7 separate regions of the Sus scrofa genome follow, and regions 2, 3, 4, 5, 6 and 7 are each linked to region 1. The links are chromatin contacts, called in public Hi-C and HiChIP or PLAC-seq maps. All regions are on one chromosome and are shown on one strand. The core of a region is the stretch at or near the end of the contact, and the rest is flanking DNA. Distances in the headings are between cores, read along the strand shown.

What was found. Hi-C and Micro-C count contacts between places; a contact is called where the count stands out from the background. HiChIP or PLAC-seq counts read pairs in DNA pulled down with a chosen protein or histone mark.
Region 2: an H3K27ac HiChIP or PLAC-seq map of skeletal muscle shows a contact between it and region 1, with 7 times the contacts expected there. The contact joins two enhancer-like sites. A contact is called at or near these places in 1 of 47 Hi-C or Micro-C datasets (epiblast stem cells) and 1 of 2 datasets of contacts at active chromatin or transcription factors (skeletal muscle).
Region 3: a contact with region 1 is called in a Hi-C map of embryonic fibroblasts, with 1.9 times the contacts expected there. The contact joins two enhancer-like sites. A contact is called at or near these places in 1 of 47 Hi-C or Micro-C datasets (embryonic fibroblasts) and 1 of 2 datasets of contacts at active chromatin or transcription factors (skeletal muscle).
Region 4: an H3K27ac HiChIP or PLAC-seq map of skeletal muscle shows a contact between it and region 1, with 7 times the contacts expected there. The contact joins two enhancer-like sites. A contact is called at or near these places in 8 of 47 Hi-C or Micro-C datasets (alveolar macrophages, embryonic fibroblasts, fetal heart ventricle and 4 more) and 1 of 2 datasets of contacts at active chromatin or transcription factors (skeletal muscle).
Region 5: a contact with region 1 is called in an H3K27ac HiChIP or PLAC-seq map of skeletal muscle. The contact joins two enhancer-like sites. A contact is called at or near these places in 2 of 47 Hi-C or Micro-C datasets (epiblast stem cells and liver) and 1 of 2 datasets of contacts at active chromatin or transcription factors (skeletal muscle).
Region 6: a contact with region 1 is called in a Hi-C map of liver, with 4 times the contacts expected there. The contact joins two enhancer-like sites. A contact is called at or near these places in 4 of 47 Hi-C or Micro-C datasets (embryonic fibroblasts, epiblast stem cells and liver) and 1 of 2 datasets of contacts at active chromatin or transcription factors (skeletal muscle).
Region 7: an H3K27ac HiChIP or PLAC-seq map of skeletal muscle shows a contact between it and region 1. The contact joins two enhancer-like sites. A contact is called at or near these places in 1 of 5 promoter capture datasets (liver), 21 of 47 Hi-C or Micro-C datasets (adipose tissue, alveolar macrophages, brain and 11 more) and 2 of 2 datasets of contacts at active chromatin or transcription factors (alveolar macrophages and skeletal muscle).

The regions. Positions count from the first base shown.
Region 1 is chr10:41,520,270-41,522,888 of Sscrofa11.1, reverse strand. The region is part of intron 2 of LOC110255684 (a long non-coding RNA gene); the gene reads left to right. Among named protein-coding and RNA genes, the nearest start is that of SVIL, 350 kb to the right of the region's middle. Within about 2 kb of position 1,293, at least 59 of the 83 cell types and tissues checked have an H3K27ac peak or open chromatin away from gene starts, as enhancers often do. A contact at or near this core is called in embryonic fibroblasts, fetal skeletal muscle, liver and 2 more, where this site is marked.
Region 2 is chr10:41,973,361-41,975,979 of Sscrofa11.1, reverse strand. The region is part of intron 1 of ZNF438 (zinc finger protein 438); the gene reads left to right. Among named protein-coding and RNA genes, the nearest start is that of ZEB1, 38 kb to the left of the region's middle. Within about 2 kb of position 1,304, at least 5 of the 83 cell types and tissues checked have an H3K27ac peak or open chromatin away from gene starts, as enhancers often do. A contact at or near this core is called in skeletal muscle, where this site is marked.
Region 3 is chr10:41,956,582-41,959,200 of Sscrofa11.1, reverse strand. The region is part of intron 1 of ZNF438 (zinc finger protein 438); the gene reads left to right. Among named protein-coding and RNA genes, the nearest start is that of ZEB1, 55 kb to the left of the region's middle. Within about 2 kb of position 1,285, at least 7 of the 83 cell types and tissues checked have an H3K27ac peak or open chromatin away from gene starts, as enhancers often do. A contact at or near this core is called in embryonic fibroblasts, where this site is marked.
Region 4 is chr10:41,865,055-41,867,673 of Sscrofa11.1, reverse strand. The region is part of intron 3 of ZNF438 (zinc finger protein 438); the gene reads left to right. Among named protein-coding and RNA genes, the nearest start is that of ZEB1, 150 kb to the left of the region's middle. Within about 2 kb of position 1,318, at least 13 of the 83 cell types and tissues checked have an H3K27ac peak or open chromatin away from gene starts, as enhancers often do. A contact at or near this core is called in fetal skeletal muscle and skeletal muscle, where this site is marked.
Region 5 is chr10:41,827,544-41,830,162 of Sscrofa11.1, reverse strand. All of the region lies in intron 5 of ZNF438 (zinc finger protein 438), which reads left to right. Among named protein-coding and RNA genes, the nearest start is that of ZEB1, 180 kb to the left of the region's middle. Within about 2 kb of position 1,307, at least 11 of the 83 cell types and tissues checked have an H3K27ac peak or open chromatin away from gene starts, as enhancers often do. A contact at or near this core is called in liver and skeletal muscle, where this site is marked.
Region 6 is chr10:41,800,544-41,803,162 of Sscrofa11.1, reverse strand. The region is part of intron 6 of ZNF438 (zinc finger protein 438); the gene reads left to right. Among named protein-coding and RNA genes, the nearest start is that of ZEB1, 210 kb to the left of the region's middle. Within about 2 kb of position 1,307, at least 11 of the 83 cell types and tissues checked have an H3K27ac peak or open chromatin away from gene starts, as enhancers often do. A contact at or near this core is called in liver, where this site is marked.
Region 7 is chr10:41,784,314-41,786,932 of Sscrofa11.1, reverse strand. It overlaps ZNF438 (zinc finger protein 438), which reads left to right. Exons shown (of 19, transcript XM_021064197.1): 8 at 1,934-2,042. Among named protein-coding and RNA genes, the nearest start is that of ZEB1, 230 kb to the left of the region's middle. Within about 2 kb of position 1,317, at least 4 of the 83 cell types and tissues checked have an H3K27ac peak or open chromatin away from gene starts, as enhancers often do. A contact at or near this core is called in fetal skeletal muscle, skeletal muscle and subcutaneous adipose tissue, where this site is marked.

The DNA.
Region 1 (2,619 bases), core at 44-2,543:
GATTCCACCCCGTGGAAACCGAGGCACCTCCTGGCTTGTCATGAACTGGGAAACCGAAAAATACTCTGAGCTGGGGAAAATGTGGCAGCTGCATAGATCTCTCGGGATTTATCTTTGGTACTCGACTGATTTTCCAGCCCAACAACCTCACGTGAGAGCTGAGCAAAGGCAGGGAACCCAGAGAGCTGGCGTGACTCACCCAGGCTCCCTCCCACAGGCAGCGAGGGTTGGGGCTAGAGTCCTGGTCCCTGAACCTGAAAAGCATCCCTTTCCTACTTTGGGCCCGCGGTGGGCGCTGGGGCCAGGCGGGAGCCATCAGGATAAATCAGCACGTGTTGCTAGGCTGGCGACAAATGACGCGTCTAATTCCCTGGCCCAGCCAGCCCCGCGCGGCGGAGTAGCGCGCTCCGTGCGCACACGTGTGCACTCGGCCAGCGCGGGAGCAGCTGCAGAGGTTGGGCCTCCCGGGAGAGGACGGGGTGGGCGTGAGTGTTCGGGGGGGCGCCATCCCACCCCACCCCTGCGCGGCAGGGAGGGCCCCGCCAGCCGGGCCTTTCAGAGTTAATTAGCCTTCATGCATATGGATGGCACTGCCGATTGAACACGGTGGAGGGGTCGTGACCTGACCCCGGCGAGGCGTGCGGAAAGAAAAGACTGCTTTTCCCAGCTCGGTCCCTAATTGAAAGCCCAGTTGCCGGGCGCTGCGCCGGGGTGTGATCGCCGCCGCCCCATTTCTCCCGCAGAAGGAACACTTCGGGGGGAGCTGCCCCCGGCGCCCGGCCCCCTTTAGCAGCCCCTCTAATGACCTGCGGGGATGTGCAGGCGGCCCGACGACCGTCCCCCTGATATGTCGCCGTAATGATATCTGCACTGGGGATTTATTCCGAAGTTGTCCTTTTCCGTGATGGTTTTCATTTCCTGTCATTTAAAGCTGGAAGCATTTATGGAATATCACATGGTTTTCGTTTACACAGGAAATCAGCTGCAGTTGCGAGAAGATGCGGACTTACTTTTTTGTTTGTTTTTTTAATCCTTCCTCCCACCCCCACCCCCGCCCCGGAAAAAAAAAAAAATGAGAGAGAAAGGGAGGAGGAAAAAGGCAGCCTGCAGCATTTTGTTTTGAAGTAGTTTTCCTTTTTGATCCCCAGTCCTGTTCTCCGAAGTGGTCTGTGGTTATACAGAAAGCAGCAGTTTCTCTCTGACACGTGGTAATCACTACGTGAAGAAAGCACAGCACCTAGAGATGCTTTTGCTTTTTCCAGACCAGGGGGCGGGGGTGGGAGCGCAGCTGCGCGGGCAGCTCCGCCCCGGGGATGCGCCGCGCGACCCGCTCGGATCCGCCCTGGGAGCCGCGGACCGGGCGCCTCTGGAGCTGGGTTTACGCTCCTGGAAAGAGCGCACGTACAGTGCCCAGTTAACCTCCTGGGACCCCTCTGCTTGAACCTGAAAAGAGCAGTGTCCTGCCCCACCCCCAAGGACCACAATAGAAGTCTGTCCTTGGTCCGGCCCCAGCCCATCACCCCACCCCGGGAATCAGAGTCACAGGGCTTTATGACAGGGATTGGGGAAGAATTTGCGACTCATTCTTTAAGCTCCGCCCTCCAGTTACCGCTGAGTTAGGAACTCGCGACTAGAAGCGCCCCCGCACCACGGCTGCACCCCCTCTTAACCAGTGCAGTTCCAGCTGCTCCAGGCCCCCTCCCCCGCCGCCACCGCCCCTCTGAGGGCAACTAGACGGTCCTGGGCAATAGCGCCACCTGGTGCCCAGCATCCTCCAAGCCTTTCCTCGTATCCTTCTCCAAGATGCTAAACAAGCTGCCTTTAGAGATCAAGGGGGCCCAGAATAGAGTCAGGCTCACAGAGGAGCCCCCACCTCGGGTTGAAGTCCTCCTTTCCCCTAAAAGAGCTTAGAGTATAGGGGACAGGAGGCTCCCCTTTCATGCCATCCACTAGGGCATTCCATGGTAAGAGACCTATTCCTGGGATTGAAGGCTGGGCCCTCAACTGAATGGAAAATGCCCTTGAAGAGATATAATTCAGGCACCTGTTTGAGAGTGAACCAGTAACCTTTTCCCAAGGGTATGTGTGCTTCTACCGAGGGAGGAAAGCAAAGAGGAGGCCCAGCCCGAGGTCCAGGAGGGCAGAACCCAGCACTGCCGGCCATGTTTCAAGGGCAGGGGCCGTCTGTGTGGTGGGACTAGGAGGTGGGGAGCTGGTGGCTCTGGGAGGCAGGAGAGGGACAATGTGCACATTTCATGGGTGAGTAGGGCACCCCCACGGAACATCAAGTCCCTGTAGGCCCCCCTGGACCCAGGTGTCCCTCCATGATTGCTGTGTCCCTGGCAGCTGAGACCCGTTTAATTGAGACTCCAGGGCAGCCTCCCTTCCCCCAGCCCATAAAACCAACAGCCCCCTGTGTGAACACGAGCCCCGCATTTTTTATGGGCTGTCTGCTGACGGCTGGGGGACAAGAAGGGGACAAGGCTTACTGCTGCAGCCCTTGGAGCCTCCAGCTATTGAGCTGTGTAACGGGACCCCGTTCCTTGAAACCAAATATTTGCGAGGACACCCAGAAGCCACCTGGCTACCCAATCACTCCATCAGGCGGGTCATTTGTGC
Region 2 (2,619 bases), core at 55-2,554, 450 kb before region 1:
TGCTTTGGATCTTTGTCTTTGCATGAATATAGATTTAGAACTTTTATATTTCCTTGTAGATTGATCCCTTTATCACTATGAAAAGTCCCTCTTTATCTGATAATGCTTCTTATTTAAAGTCCATTTATCTGATGTTAGTGTAGCTAAAGCTATCATTTCCCATAGTTTTACTTTCAACCTATGTCTCTGTATTTAAAATACATCTTTTGTAATCAGAATATAATTGAATTGTTTTTGATTTTACTTGGTTGGCCTTTTACTTGGAATATTTAGTATACTTACATTTACTGTAATTGCTGACATTGTTAGGTTTAAATCTATTTTCTTCCTATTTCTCTATTTGACTCACCTGTTTTATGTTCTTTTTTCCTCTCCTTTCTTGCCTATTGTTGTACTGATCAGTTTTTTATTATTTTGTTTTTATATATTAAATTGTTAGGTAGTAATACATCAGTGGTTACAATTTTTATCCTTGATTTATTACAACTATTATAAATTATTACTTTTAACACTTCCCAGATAATTCATTTATCCTCTCTCCTGCCTTTTTTAAAGATTATTATTCTTGGTTGATTGGTTAAAACCTAGTTGAAGAATTTAAACCATTTTGTTTTAAATTGCCTTTTTTTTTTTTTTTTTTTTTTAGGGTCACAGCTTCAGCATATGGAAGTTCCCATCCTCTGTTCTTTAGTATCAGTATTTCACATTGACTTCCCTTTGGGTTTCCTTACCCTTTTAATCTCTATAATCTATTGTTAAACCCATATCTTGAGTTTTTAATTTCTTTAAGTTCTTTTTCAGTACCTTAGTATATTTCTGTCCTTTTTCCTTCTATTTCATTGAACATCCTAATTATAATCATTTCAAAGCTCTTGTCTGCCAAGTCTAGTCCCCAGTCATCAAAAGAGGTCTCTTGAGTTTGAGTTATATGATCTTTTTCTTGGCATACTAAGTAATTTTGTATTAATTTTGGACATTGTGTGTTAAGAAATCATAGAGGCTCCAGATTATGTAATCTTTCTCCAGAGCAGTCTCACTGTTTCCTCTGCTGGGCAGAGAGAGTAAAGACTGGTCATTTGAATCCACTCAAGGACTGAGCCTTGTTTGCGGGAGGTCAGGTTCCACTCACATTTCCATGGCTTCCAGACAGAGGCTTCCTGTGTTTGCTGGAGCCTCTCCTTCTGTCTGGTCTTCAGCTTCATTTGTTTTCTTCTCAATCAGAAACTCAGGTCTGTTTGTGGTCTTTATTCTGAGGTTCTTAGTTTCCCACCACTTGCAGCTTCAGAATTGCCCATGTGCCACCCCTAGTGCTCCATCTGCCCCCGTTACAACTTAGTTAAATTACCTTTTGAGATGCCATGCACAGGGTGCTGGATGGTGAGCCATGGTTCAACCAAAGGCCATAAGAAATTGAAACAGAAAAGTTTATCACTTACAGGTCCTGGAGGAAGTCCATGGCATGCCTCAAGGGGTTCCACAGGGAGGGCAAGGCACCGGGCAGGCAGAGCTGAAGAGGCAGGACCTGGCACATGTCTTTATTGGGGTCTATGGGTGGCATGCTCTGGAGTTCCTGGGCTACAGTCAGATTGGTCAATTCGAACCAAAAAGAGTGCAGTTTGAATCAGCTTTAAGGGGCACACAGAGTAGGTGCTGGGAGGCTGGGAGACTGCCGATGGGCAAGTCATATCAGGAGCTCACCCTGCTTGTGGCCAGGGCTGTTATCTATGGTATGCATGCACATGAGGGTCTAGTGTCAGTTTAAGGCCCCCACAGGCCCCTGGGTCAAACGAACTGTGTGCTGAGACAGAGATACCATGGAGCAGCTATGCTAAGCTCTCAACAGTCCCTTTTGCTTTTTTTTCCTTTTTATCTTTTTAGGGCTGCACCTGTGGCATATGGAGGTTCCCAGGCTAAGGGTCAAATTGGAGCTACAGCTGCCAGCCTACGCCAGAGCCACGGCAACGCCAGATCCTAGCCGCGTCTGCAACCTACGCGGACAATGGCAATGCTGGATCCTTAACCCACTGAGAGAGGCCAGGGTTTGAACCCACATCCTCATGGATACTAGTCAGGTTCACTTCTGACTATGGGAACTCCCCAACAGTCCCTTTTCAATGGAGGACCAGCCCTTCAGATCTCTGCTTCTGTGTCCCTGGTACCACAAAGCTGCCCAAAGTCTGCCGGTGCCTTTCCATAGTGGCCCTCAGTCCAGGCAGCCCCTGGATTCTAGGATGCAGCATTGGCAGACTTCCCAGGGAGGGGGCAGCTCCACCTCTCAGCTGTTCTTTCCTTGGTCATCACTGCTCCAGAATCTTCAGAGTCCTGGCCCCTCTTCTTCCTGGTTATTTCAGTAGTCACTGATGCATTGAAACAGATGTGTGCCTTGTTCATCTCATTTTTTATTTTTCTGTCTTTTCTTAGTGGGAGCATTGCTGTACTCTGAGATACCTCATTACATTCTAAAATGGAATTTGATTTTTTTTCACAGTAAACTTTATAACGGAGCCATGTTTTAAGGGATCCAAGTTTTCTGTGTGTTGCTGAGTGAGGCCAACTAACACTGTTACTTGAAGACTAAGCGCTTGATTTCAGACAAGTTCACTGTAATTTAGAAGGACT
Region 3 (2,619 bases), core at 36-2,535, 440 kb before region 1:
AGTCCATCAGATGGTGGAGTTCTGACTAGAGCTTTGGCTCTCAGGCCCAGGCAAATGACTGCCATACCATGCTGAGATCCATGAAATGTAGAGAGCCAGGAACAGAAACTTCTACTGTAGTTCAGTTTTTAACCAGACACAAATAAAACTTTCGGCCTTCATAGAAAGAAATGCATCTAGTGGATGGATGATGTCAGCAGCTCATTTTCTGTGAATGCTTTCAAAGTGGGCTTTATTTTTTCATGTTTTTTTAAAAAAATGTTATGCAGATTAGAAAGCCAACCCTTATCGAAATACACAGTGTCTTTGAGCAAGCAGTCCCCCCAAATGAATACCTCCTTTTGGCCTGGATTGTTCTCTCAGCATTCCAAGCTGACATGGCCACATTTCTTCAGTTATATGTTCTATTCCCCATGAGACTCCAGGGCCGTCCCACCCAAAAGCATGAACGTTTGCTATATGACCATAAAAGTCCACCCCATGAGTCATATTTAAGAGACAAGGCAAGTGGGCTGCATCAGCACAAGAAAAGCAGCCTCCCTCCTGGATTGAAGAAAAGGTACCCTTCACACTCTGGCTGCTGAAATCTTCCCAAGAGAAGAGTGATTTGCGAAGGACAGAAAACTTCGCCCCGCTGTGCAGAGATGGCCATAATCTCTGCTTGCGTTTTTTTTCCCCCCGAAGGTATTTTAATGCCTCGGATCTTAAGCCTAAAGCTGTCTCTGAGCTCAAGAGACATATTTAAACGTTTATGCATTCAGTTCATGATTCAGAGATTTATTTATAAGACCGTTGATTCTGGGACACCCAACTCTTGCATTGAAACTGCTGAAGTGAGTCATGTTCGTGGGAGGTAGTCGTACTACCAGAAAGTACAACTAACTTGTAAGCTTCTCTTTAAAATGTCCATTCACAGTCTGCAGTTACTGCAAATAACAAGGCTACCAGGAACTCGCTTGGCTTTATGGCCGCATATGTTTATCATGCATGCATTAGGCTCTACCCAAACAGACTTTGTCACCGAGGGGTTCTCAGAGGAGAAGAGAGTCCTTTCATTTAAGGCTCTGAATAGATTTCTGATGATTGAAAAGACATATATCTCAAGGTCTCCCCTCTGTGATAGGGAACAAAGCCCTGAAAACAGCTGACTCCAAAGACAAAGAATGGATCACAATGTGGTGAGAGTGTCTACATATGATTCATGCCTCGTTAAGGATTAGACCAGCCCCCTGTCCTTACGGGAGGCACTCCCCTCTTTAACACCTCTGTGCCTCTTGCTGGCTGGTTCTGTGTCCTCCTGGGAGCCTCTCTGACTCTCCACTTTGAGACTGATGAAGCCTATTGCCGCTGAGCAGCAGCAGAGTGAGCCAGGAAGCTTCTTGTGGCCGTGATGGTGGAGTTTCTGAAAACATCCTTCAGTTCACATAGCCATGACTAAGGAGGAAGTTTCCACTGGTCAATGCCTCATAGCTCACAGAAGACGTCTAGAGAGCTGGTGTTGTCCAAAGGACAAGGAATAGGAGGGGATCACATGTCTAGAGGCAGCTGAAATAAGGGGCTTCCACGGCAGGGGTCGGGAAGCATCAGAAAGGCGGGGTGGGATTTACATAGACCAGCTCCGGCCACTGGATGGCTTTACTCGGCCATGGCTTAGCCTGCCTTTGGCTTAGCCTTGCTTGACACGTCTCAGCTGTGATACTCAGCCCTCCTGATTTCCCCTAAAATCTCCCTGGACCCCTGAGCCAAACATGCTTTCCTTGGTGGGATTGAGACTCGCCAGCTCTAAAACCAGCCTCCCGAGGCACCTGTGACTCATCTACTTTCTTGGACCTGTTCACATTCATTCATTCATTCATTGACTCGACATTGATTCAGTAACCGGTTCCTGTCTCCCCTTGGTATGTCAGTGGTGCTGGGGGCTGGATGCTCCTGTAGACATAACCCAGTCTCTGCCTTTGTGGATGGTACTGCCTGGTTGGGGAGCTGGCCAGGAAAAGTGGCAATTTCAAAACCATATACTAAACGGTACATAGGGGTGAGTGGGTGCTATGGGGACACATCAGAAGGCTGCCCCACCTGATCTGGGAGCAGAAAACACCCAAAGAGCTTAGGTTTAAGCCAAGCAGTGAGGGAAAAGCAGGAGATAGGCAAATGACTTAAGGGAGAGTGACAGTAAGGAGGGAAGGTTCTATGGAGAAGGAAAGGAACAGACTGATGTCTGTGGGATCCAGGCAGATCCAGTTCAGAGAAGCATGTGGATGGAGAAAAAAGTAAAACAGTTAGTGGAGTGATGACTGAGGAGCCTGGACGGGGAGATCAGATGTGAAGAGCCTTGTCTGCCATGTTTCACAGTGGAGGAATTCCTGTTGTGGCTCAGTGGGGTTAAGGACCCAGCGTGGTCTCCATGAGGATGCAGGTTTGATCCCTGGCCTCCATCAGTGGGTTAAGGATCTAGTGTTGCCATGGCTGTGGTGTAGGCCAGCTGCTGCAGCTCCAGATTGACCCCAAGCCTGGGAACAGCCTTCAAAAGAAAACACACAGAAAAACCAACACAAAGTGGAGCGTTATTGGGATTAGTTAGGAATGAACCCAGGTACCATGTTTCCATTAGAACAGCTG
Region 4 (2,619 bases), core at 69-2,568, 340 kb before region 1:
GCTTCACTGGCTCCTCATCAACCTGGAATCCAGTGGGTCGCTCAGGAAATACAAATTCCCTGTCCCATCTTTTCCCACCAGTCCTCTCCTCCAGCCATCAAGGAGGATGTATTGGAAGACTCTTTTCCAGGTCACAAAAGAGCGAGAGAACAAAGCATTTGAGAAGATCTCTCCCTCTCAATGGTTATGTAAAGGGTAGAGCCTTGTCAATTACATCTTGGTAAAGTGGGGAGAGAATAAAGTGCATTGTGTAAGGTAAATCAAAAACATAAATAAACAAAAAGCAAAAAGGTAGAGCCTATTTCTAAATGTACACGTCCCAAGATGACGATAGAGTGCAGCATTAGGTATTTTGGTAACGATTCCTGTCTGAGTCTAAAAAAACTCATCCGCTCCGTGTGACTCACCCGAAATGTGCTCAAGGCATCTCGTGTTTAATACACTCGGGGGAAAATAGCTCATCCACCTGCTAATGGAAGCCCCCTGAAGTGGTTCCTTGGGGATACAGGGGGGCTATATTGCTGTATCTTCCTGGGAGTGGCTTTTGGCTTCTTTTCTTCTGGAGGAGAAGTGTCTCTCCTGTTCTCGGACACATTGGATCAGGACTGACACCTACTACAGTTCCAATCCCTAGGAACCCTGTCCCCTGAAGGGAACGGTCGCCCCCCTACCCCGCCCCCGCATCAGCGGGTGGGCTCTGTTACTGGAAGGGCAGAGGGAAGAGAGGGTGGCAGGGAGGGGTCTGAAAAGGGACGCCAGCGATGATCCCATGCTGGGCCTGGCCGGGTTCTTTGCAAATCACCACTGAGAAGTCGCTGCTTGGGGTTTCCTCCATCCCTCGTGTCCACAACCCTCGGATGCATGTGGCCTCATCAGGGTACCTGTTGTGTTTTTCCCAGGCTTGCTGATGGCTGTCAGTACTCAGGAGACCCCACCCCCCCCCAAACCAAGAGCTGGCTGCCCGCTAAAGAATCCCTGTTTCCACTGAAGGAGGGACGAAAGCAAAGAGCTATTTGGGGCTGTGTGTGTGCACACACTCTCTTTTTTTAAACTGGTTCGCATTGTTCAAAGAGTCCAAAGGAGGCTTTTGGCTGGAGCGCTGGCCCCCAGGCAGCACACAGCCCCGCACCACATCCTGCCTCTCCACCGCCTCCCCTTCTCTCCCAGCTCCAGAAGCCAAGATGGGAAGACTCTCACGACCCTGTGGCTTGGCTGGGAGGAAGTCTGAACTTGATACAGCTGGCTTTCCTGGGGCCCTCGGCGAACATTGATCCCCGTGTCCCAGCTTCTTTGCTCACCTATTTTTAGTCCCGGGGAGGCGGGCTGCAGACCTTTCTAGGGCTCAGGGCGTTGTCTCTGGCAGGGGCCACGCCAGGGAGGAGACACCTGAGCAGGGAGCCAGGCAGCAGTTAAATGCGGTTTGTTTCAACGTCAAAAGGAAGAGAAATAAACACTGTTCCCCAGCTCCCTCCCTGTCTTCCAAGATCAAAGGGCTGAGTTTTCTCTTCCAACTGAGCAGCAAGCTGGACAGACTGATGGTGGCCTGAGGACATGTGATTTTGTGGTCACACTAAGGAGGCAGAGTGGCAGGAATGTCACACGCAGGACAGCCGCTCACAGAGCCTTTGGGTCACGCTTAGGCGGAGAGCTGCCTCCCCAGCCTGCCCTCTGTCCCCCTGCCACGCAGGCACACCCTCCCCTAACCTTGGAATCACTGATGAGTGGCTGTCACCCTCACCTGAGGAGAAAGTTGAGGGGCAAGGACCAGGTCTGTTCGCTTTGTACTGCATGTGTGCCCGGTGGTCTGTGTGAGAGGGGAGGGGGACACGGCAGTGTGTAGAGTGAGGCAGGGGCAGGGGTTTGGGGCCAGCTTGTGAGGCCTCACAGGTGACCCTATGTAACAGGTACTCAGTGAAAGCACCTGTTTACCAAGCCAGTGAACCAGCAGGTGATAGGCTACAAAAAGTTGTGATGATTGAACGTCAGGAACCAGGGAGTTCCTGGTGTGGCACAGCAGTAACGAACTCAACTAACATCCATAAGGATACAAGTTCAATCCCTGGCCTCGCTCATTGGGTTAAGGATCCAGCGTTGCCATGAGCTGTGGTGTAGGTCGCAGAGGTGGCTCAGATCCTGCATTGCTGTGGCTGAAGCATAGGCCTCAGCTGCAGCTCCAATTCAACCCCTAGCCTAGGAACTTCCATATGCCCTGGGTGCGTCCCTAAAAAGACAAAAAAAAAAAAAAAAAAAAAAAAAAAAAGTGAAGAACTAGCAAATTGCCACCTTTAGAAAACATACCAGTTAATTCCGGTTTCATGTGCACTTATCTAGCTTAGTAGTTTTAAATAAGACTTGCTGAATTGACTCTTTATCAATTCAGGAGGCTTATAGCACCTAAACCTGGGTTGATTAGGCCAATGTTACACGTGCAAACATAAAATATCAAATATACCATCTCTGACTCGTCCCCACTATCAGCCATATTCAGGCAGAATGTCGTATCCAGAATAACTAATTGGATGTGCCAATAGAAATGAAAAAAAAAGGGGGGGGGCCAGAATTCACAAGTTGACAAAGGCCGTGTATGAGACAAACCTTTGCCATTCACTCAAAAATGAT
Region 5 (2,619 bases), core at 58-2,557, 310 kb before region 1:
TGTGACGGCAGGGGGACAGAGGGCCAGTGACAATTCCTATTTCCCCAATCCCTGCTCAGTAGTCCAGCTGGGAAGCACATGTGTTCCATATTTAGGCATGCTTTCTTTTTTTTTTTCCTCTCCTGAAACAGGAGGAGGTGGGAGAAAGGGGTGAAGTCCTACTGGGGGCCAGAGATAAAGACTGACACACAGAAATGGCCCACAATAGGGAGCAAAGCGAGTTAAGCTGACGTCAAGGTTTTCAAATCCACGGCTAAAGAGACCAAACAGCACTGGCCTAGAAGCCAGGAGAGCCGGCTGCTGGTGGCCGCTTCCATCAAGGAGGCAATCCAGTCGGGCAGTGAGGCCTCTGTCCCCCTTTGTCATCTGTACAACAGAGACCAGCATCCATTGCCAGACAGCAGGTCCCCAGTAGGGATTTGTGAATCCATCTCTCGCTCGCTCTCTCTTTTTTTTTTTTAGGGTCGCAGGTGCAGCATATGGAAGTTTCCAGGCCAGGGATTGGCCTACACCACAGCCAGATCCAAGCTGAGCCGCATCTCCAACCTACACCACCACAGCTCACGGTAACACCAGATCCTTAACCCACTGAACAAGGCCAGGGATTGAACCCGCGTCCCCATGGATCCTAGTGGGGTTGGCTACCCCTGAGCCATGAGAGGAACTCCTGGGCTTTGTGAATCTTATACAGCAAGGTGAGTGGGTGTGTCCTTTTGTGTTGATTTCTTTCTACTTTGGCAAACGGCATTCCGAAAATGGAAATATTTTCCATCAAGGGACAGATCCATCAGGATGAAGGGGAGAAAACCTCTCCCAGGCATATCTGTAATTGCTTTTCGTTCATCCTGGGGCTGCTGATGGGGTGGGGGGAGGTGGGCAGCATGTCGTGCTGACAACTTTGCTTTCCTGTCCCGTCTAAGAGTCTGTGAACGAGGCCATTTGGGTTAATGCCCCAATTACCATCACGTATGTCTAAACTTCACCAGCTCCTCAGGGACCACTCAGTTACATATCTTCATGAACACAGAGTATTTCGAATGATTATTTTTTTCCTCCTCGGCTTCTAGGCCTCTTGGCAGCATGCTCCCTGAGTGTTTTCAAAAGCTTTCACAAGATATCCTCATAACATTGGGGAAAAAAAAACACGAAGCAAACTTTCAGGCTAATGCTTAACTTCTGCTGGCCCTGATATTTTTTTCAGGTTGCGAAAGAAGACAGTGAGTTTTCTGGATGTACCTGTCAAGCCTAAATGATTGTTCATTTCCTGTGAAATGGGGATCACGTAATAACATGCAGCTGGGGAGCTAGGCTGGGTTTCTTGCTTTTTCCTCTTCCAGAAGCTGGGTCCCTTACCAGCTGGGAAGTATTACGGTGTGAATGTGCTGAAAAACTTAGGGGAAATGAGAAGAACGACAACACTCTGGATGTCAGCAGTCAGTTTGATGGTCTCACCTGTACCAAGTGGAGGAGGTTTTCACAGCAAAGGCACAGAAAGATGAATTTAACTAGAAATGATCTCTAAGAAAAAAAAAAAAAAAAAAAAAAAAAGATTGACAAAGCCAGAAGAATCTTTCTCTAGAAGGGAGCTGTTTAGAATAAACCCTGCAAAAATTATGCATGCCAATGGCTGGGTGAGTTGGAGAGAAACCATTTAAAATAAGAAAATATTTTCCCCCAAGAGAAAAGGATTCGTACGGATCAGTGTATCTGTGTCTTGCTAATGAAGTCATTACCTGGAACAACAACAACCAAAAAAAAACCCCAGGTAAATTCAAGGCTGGGTTTCAAATTGGAACTCAGCAACATGTAATCCCAGGCACTTATTTTAAATGCATGCGTCTGTCTTTTAGTATGATAAATTTCACTCCGTGTTTCATTAGCCATTATGCTTTACGTGGCCGTTGTATTAGATCTTAGATGCTGAGAGATGGAGCCAACATTTCTGTTCAGGTGGCTCCCATTCCCAGTCCTCATCACAATTAATTAGAGAAAAGGGGGCTGAGGGTGGGAGCAGAAGAGATGCTGGGAAGGTGGCTTCTCCTGGGAAAGTAAGGAAAAGAAGGAGGGGCCAGGGCCAAGGAAAGTCACTGCCAATGGAAGTTTATGGCCTTGCTGCCCATCACACCCAGACCTGTGCTTGGCAGAAGAAAAGAGATTTGGGGTCTGAGGGATATGTAGGGGTAATACCGCTGCCCTGGATCACTGTGCGTGTGTGTGTGTGTCTTTGTGGTTCCCAACCCTGGCTGGGCATCAAGATTACTGGTCGAACTTTTAAAAATAGAAATGTTGTGCCCCAGCCAGTCCTGGACTAAAAGTTGTGCCTGACTTCTATATATATATATATATTTAATAATAGTTTTTTTGTTTTAGTATATAAGGAAATTTGTATTTTTTCTAGGCTTTTAAAAAAATTGAAGTATAGTTGATTTATAATGTTAATATCTGCTGCATAGCAAAGTGATTCAGTTATACATATATCTATCTTTTCAGATTCTTTTCCCTTATAGGTTATTATGATATTGAGTGTAGTTCCCTGTGCTGTACAATAGGTCCTTGTTGGTTATCTGTTTTATATATAGTAGTAGTATGTGTATGTTGTTGTTGTTTTCGTTTTCTTTT
Region 6 (2,619 bases), core at 58-2,557, 280 kb before region 1:
GGTTTCAGGACCCTCCACTGATACCAAACTCCAGGGATGCTCAAGCCCCTTATATAAAATGACACACTATTTGCCTGTAATTTAGGCATATCTTCTTGTTTATTTTAAATCAGTCCCCTCTAGATGACGTCTAATACTTAGTACAATGTAAACACTCTGTTAATAGTCACTGACACAACAAATTGAAGTTTTGCTTTTTGGAATGTTCTGGAATTTCTTTTTCAGATTTTTTTTTTTTTTTTTTTTTTTTTTGCGGGGAGTTTGGGGGAAGCTGCAACCATGTTATATGGAAGTTCCCAGGTCAAGGACAGAACCTGAGCCGCAGCAGTGACAACACAGGATCCATAACCTGCTGAGCCACAGAAATTCCTTTCTCAGAATATTTTTGATCTGCGGTTGGTCGATTCTGTGTATGTGGAGAGCCCACTGTGTTAGATGTTGTCTAAGCAGGAGGCCTCAGTACTATGATTACTATGATTTTTGCCTCCATCGATCTCATTCTTGTGCTTATTTCTTCATTCCTTCCAAGATCCCCACCACTTTAATTCAAACAGTAGCTCTGTTTCCCATAGTCCAAAGCAACCTGTTTCTCAGCAAGTTGCTTTGTAATTTTTCTAAAAGAAAAAGTATTCAGTTTCTTAACACCACCCTGGTCTCATGAGATAACCTGCAAGGCAAGTTAACTCACATGCAATTGATCAACAGGAAATGAGGTTAGCAGGACCCGGAAATTGCTCAGGTTCATGGGCAAGGGGCAAGTGTTATCACAGAGATAGAATTATAACTTTCAGCAGAAAAGGAAAAAGAGGAGTTCCTGTTGTGGCTCAGTAGGTTCAGAACCTGACCTAGTGTCCACAAGGATGTGAGTTAGATCCCTGGCCTTGCTCAGTGTGGCATAGGTCACAAATGTGGCTCGGATCCGGAGTGGCTGTGGCATAGGCCAGCAGCTGCAGCTCCGATTGGACCTTTAGCCTGGGAACGTCCATATGCTGCAGGTGCGGCCCTAAGAGGGAAATGAAAAAAAAAAAAAGAAAGAAAGAAAGAAAACAGCCTGATTACTGTACTAGGACCAGGAACTTATAAACTGTGGCTTTAAGAAAACCAACAACATGGGCCTCTGGGAGCCCCACCCCCAGAAGGGAAGCCCAGCCCTGTGGCTCTCAGCTGGGGGCAGGAACAGGGCCTGGGGGACAACCTTCATGGCAGCCCACAGACCCCACACCTGTGCTGCCTTGGCCCTGCCAGCTCTGATGTCAGTGTCGCCACAGATGCTGCCACTCTGTTTGCTATGGCGTTTTCTAGACTCCCAGAGAGCTGCCTAACTGAGCCCTTGAGTTCATTGTTCCAGCAACCAAGTTTTGTTTGGATACCGCTCTGATTACAAAGTTTGCATCATTTTGTGTGGCCTGCGCCAACCTTATTTCTACACAAACTCAGTTCCTTTTTGAAACAGATTTTTACTGCAATGGGGTTGATTTACCATGTTGTGTGTAAACTTAGTTCCTTTAGTAAACGGTTTTGCAGAGCACAGAGTTTTGTAAGGAAACATAGGTTAGAACAGCAACACCCTTCTTATTAGCTTTACCTTGAAGACACATTTTAACACTTAGTTTCAATGTGCCTCTGTGATCTCTGTAAATAGATTTCAAGTCTTTGCTTTAAGTCTAAGTTGCCCAAAAAACCCTTTGATATGCATTTGCCTGGAAATGAGAAGACATGTTCTAATCCCCTTTCATCCAAGGTAGCGTGGGTTCGGTGTGGACCAGTTTCTAAGATGAATTGGGAACACCATCTGGACTTGGTTTCTGAGTTACATATTGATATCTTTATGAAACCATTTTAGTTTATGTCCTACTCATTCACTTTCATAGCTTCTCTCTCTCTCTCTGTCTCTCTGTCTGTTTCTATCTCCCTCTCTGTCTCTGTCTCTCTCCTTTCTTTCCTTTTTCTTTCACTCTTGGAGAGGAGGGTTAATTTCATTAAAGCCAATTTCTTTTTAAATTTTTTTATTTTTAAAAAATTTTTATTGGAGTTCCCGTCGTGGCTCAGTGGTTAACGAATCTGACAAGGAACCACGAGGTTGTGGGTTCGATCCCTGGCCTTGCTCAGTGGGTTAACGTCCGGCGTTGCTGTGAGCTGTGGTGTAGGTCGCAGTCGTGGCTCGGATCCCGCGTTGCTGTGGCTCTGGCGTAGGCCAGTGGCTATAGCTCCAATTCGACCCCTAGCCTGGGAACCTCCATGTGCCACGGGAGCAGCCCTAGGAAAGGCAAAAAGACAAAAAAAAAAATTTATTATAGTTGATTTATAATGTTCTGTCAGTTTCTTCTGTTACAGCAAAGTAACTCTGTCATACATAGATTCATACATATATTCTTTTTCTCACACTATCCTCCAACATCTTCCATAACAAGTGATTGGATATAGTTCTCGGTGCTATAAAGCAGGATCTCATTGCTCATCCACTCCAGTTGCGAGAGTTTGCATTTACTAACCCTAAACTTGCCGTCCATCCCATTCCCTCTCGCTCGGCAACCACAAGTCTGTGACCGGTTTTGTTTTCAGTTTTATCAGTATGATTCCATCCTGCTAAACCGAAAGAATGTTTTATATTCTTGGCAA
Region 7 (2,619 bases), core at 68-2,567, 260 kb before region 1:
TTGCTGGATTATGTAGCCTGAAAGTGACCTAAAGTGCATTTTATTATCAGTTTATTTATCTTAGCCTATGTGGTTTCTGTGTGTGTGTGTGATACTCATGATTAATGGTGTCAAAACCCCACACAATTTTGAACACTACAAAAATAAAGAGGCAGTTTGATGATTATCATCTAATTTTAGAAGAAAATCATGGCACAGAATTGTCGTTTGCTTATATTAAGTATAGTCTCCATTACTACCTTGTATTTTCATCTTTCACTTTACCTCTGAATATAGATTCTTCTTTTCCTAAGTGTTCCTGAGCTATGATTTAAAGATAAGCAACTAAGAAATGCACGTAGTTTATAGGGTGTTAAGTGACAAGCAAGAGGATCTATTTCAGGAAATTAAAATGGCAACTTGAGGGATTTTACTTTTCTTTAAATTAGGTTTATTAAATACAAATTTTCTCATTTATATCAATTCCGTGATATTTCAAAACACTAGAAAGTTGTTAGTTTAAAACTTCACACAATTGATTTAAAGAAGAGATTTGTTTAAAGTTTTTCACCAACTCTCTAGAATGCCAGTCATAGTATAAAGTGCCAGACCCACTATCAATTTTGGGGAGGGGGGGCATGATCATAGAATGCAGAGGATCCTGGGGCTAAGGATCGAACCCATGCTACTACAGTGACAACACTGGCTCCATAACCCGCTGAGCCACTAGGGAACTCCAAGACTTATCTATTTTTAATATGGTGTCAGCAGCCCCTGTATTGTATGTCTTAAGAACTATTCAGTTTTCGGTACATTTCTTGATTGTTTTTTAAGGTTTTTTGTTTGATTTTTGTTGTTTCCTTTTTAAAATGTGGATGCTATTTTCATGGGGGAAAAATAATGCACAGACCAAAAGAAGAAAATTACATTGAGTCAATGTTAATGGAAATTGACTTCGGTTTTACAAAGGAACACTTTCGAGTTGTGAAGTTTTGAGTTTTGTCTTAGTTTCATCAAAATCTCTCAGATTTTTATGAACGCAATTGAAATCAGGAGATGATCCCAAAGGAGAGACTGGGGGGAGCGGTGAAAATAGACCATTTCAGTTGCACAGCAACATCTTTTCTGTTTTGAAAATAAATCTTTGCAGGTGTGTTTCCGATCTAGCTTTCTTGCTCAAGGAAGAATGTTTATCATTTTCTGAATTTACCAGCAATTGGTGTGCGCTGAGGGCTCATTTATTTCTTACAAAATGTCGCTAACTCACTCCTGTCCTCTTAAATTTAAAACAGCTGCTACCCACTGGCAGGATCTAAATCTTAACAGAGACAGAATTCCAGACTCCGTATGCCTGTATTACACTCTTGTTAATAACCATCTCTGTCTGTCAAGGTGACAGCGGGACAATGTGGGTCCTACACTCACATTTTCTCTGTCCCTGTGTAAAAAGCTAAAGCTTTTATTTTGTTAATAAAGACCTATGATTTAATTTAAAAAAACTCTTCTGATTATTGAAGCACTATAATTTGGTTTTGCTTGAAGCACTCTAACTTCCAATATTGTTTCCTTTCTCTGCAGTTATATTTTTAATATTATCTGGGAGTTAGGGTAGCTTATTTACTGAGAGAAAGTAGCAGAGGGATCCAAACTCAATGTTAAAAGGCAAGGCAAATTTGAGGAAAGAAACATAGTCTTTAAATTTTCAATTGTTTAGGATTTTATTTCCAGATTCCATTTTCATAATGTAGAATTTACAATCTCAACATTTATTTGGAAACAAGACAACAATTTCAACTTTTTCATGACCGCCTCACTGTTGAAAATAAGAGTTTTGACATAAGCTTCACCTGGATTCTCAGTCAAGGATACTCTTTTCATTTTTACCTTCTTTTGACCCGGTTGCCTTGCCCAAAAGCTATCATTTTGTTTTCCTTTCTCTTTGGTTTTCTTGCAGAACAACTGTTCAGTTTCTATAAAGATAAATTCATCTGTCTTGAAAAATGCTAAAGATTATTTTCATGCAGAAGATAAATCACTGGAAGAGACAGTAAAGAATTCAAAAGGTACTTCACGTTCTACCAGAGCGAAATCCAAATCTTTCTCCTCCGCAGTGAATTCATGGTTTCCTGGAAGATAAGATCTCATCCTGTTAAGGACTTCGTCTTAGAAAAGAAGAGAACATAATCTCTCAGGGGAACTGCAGGATCATAATTCCTAAAATCAAATATATCAATAAACACAGCTCTTACTTTAAAATAGTCAACCAAGTCTCCAGAACTTAGAGTGTAAAAAGTTGATGTCAAATTGTAATATCCTATAATAACATCAGTCTGTAAAAGAGAACAAATGATTGTTTAATTAGTTTAAAGTTTTATTCTCATAAATAAAATCCAAATGCTTGGTCATCATTCATATATTGTGAATGCCTTTTCTTAGTGATGAGACTTAACTTTGAAACTAATGTGCTGCTTTCCTGTGTGAGAAAGAAAGATAAAAAAATAAGCCTCTTGGGAATGGGAAGAAAATTTCCAGTCTCTCACCAGCCAATCTAATTTTTAATCATCTCTCTCTCTCTCTTTCTCTCCTCCTCCCTCCCTTGTTCTCTCTCTTGCTCTTTTTTCCCCCTGAAATCATCGTCAT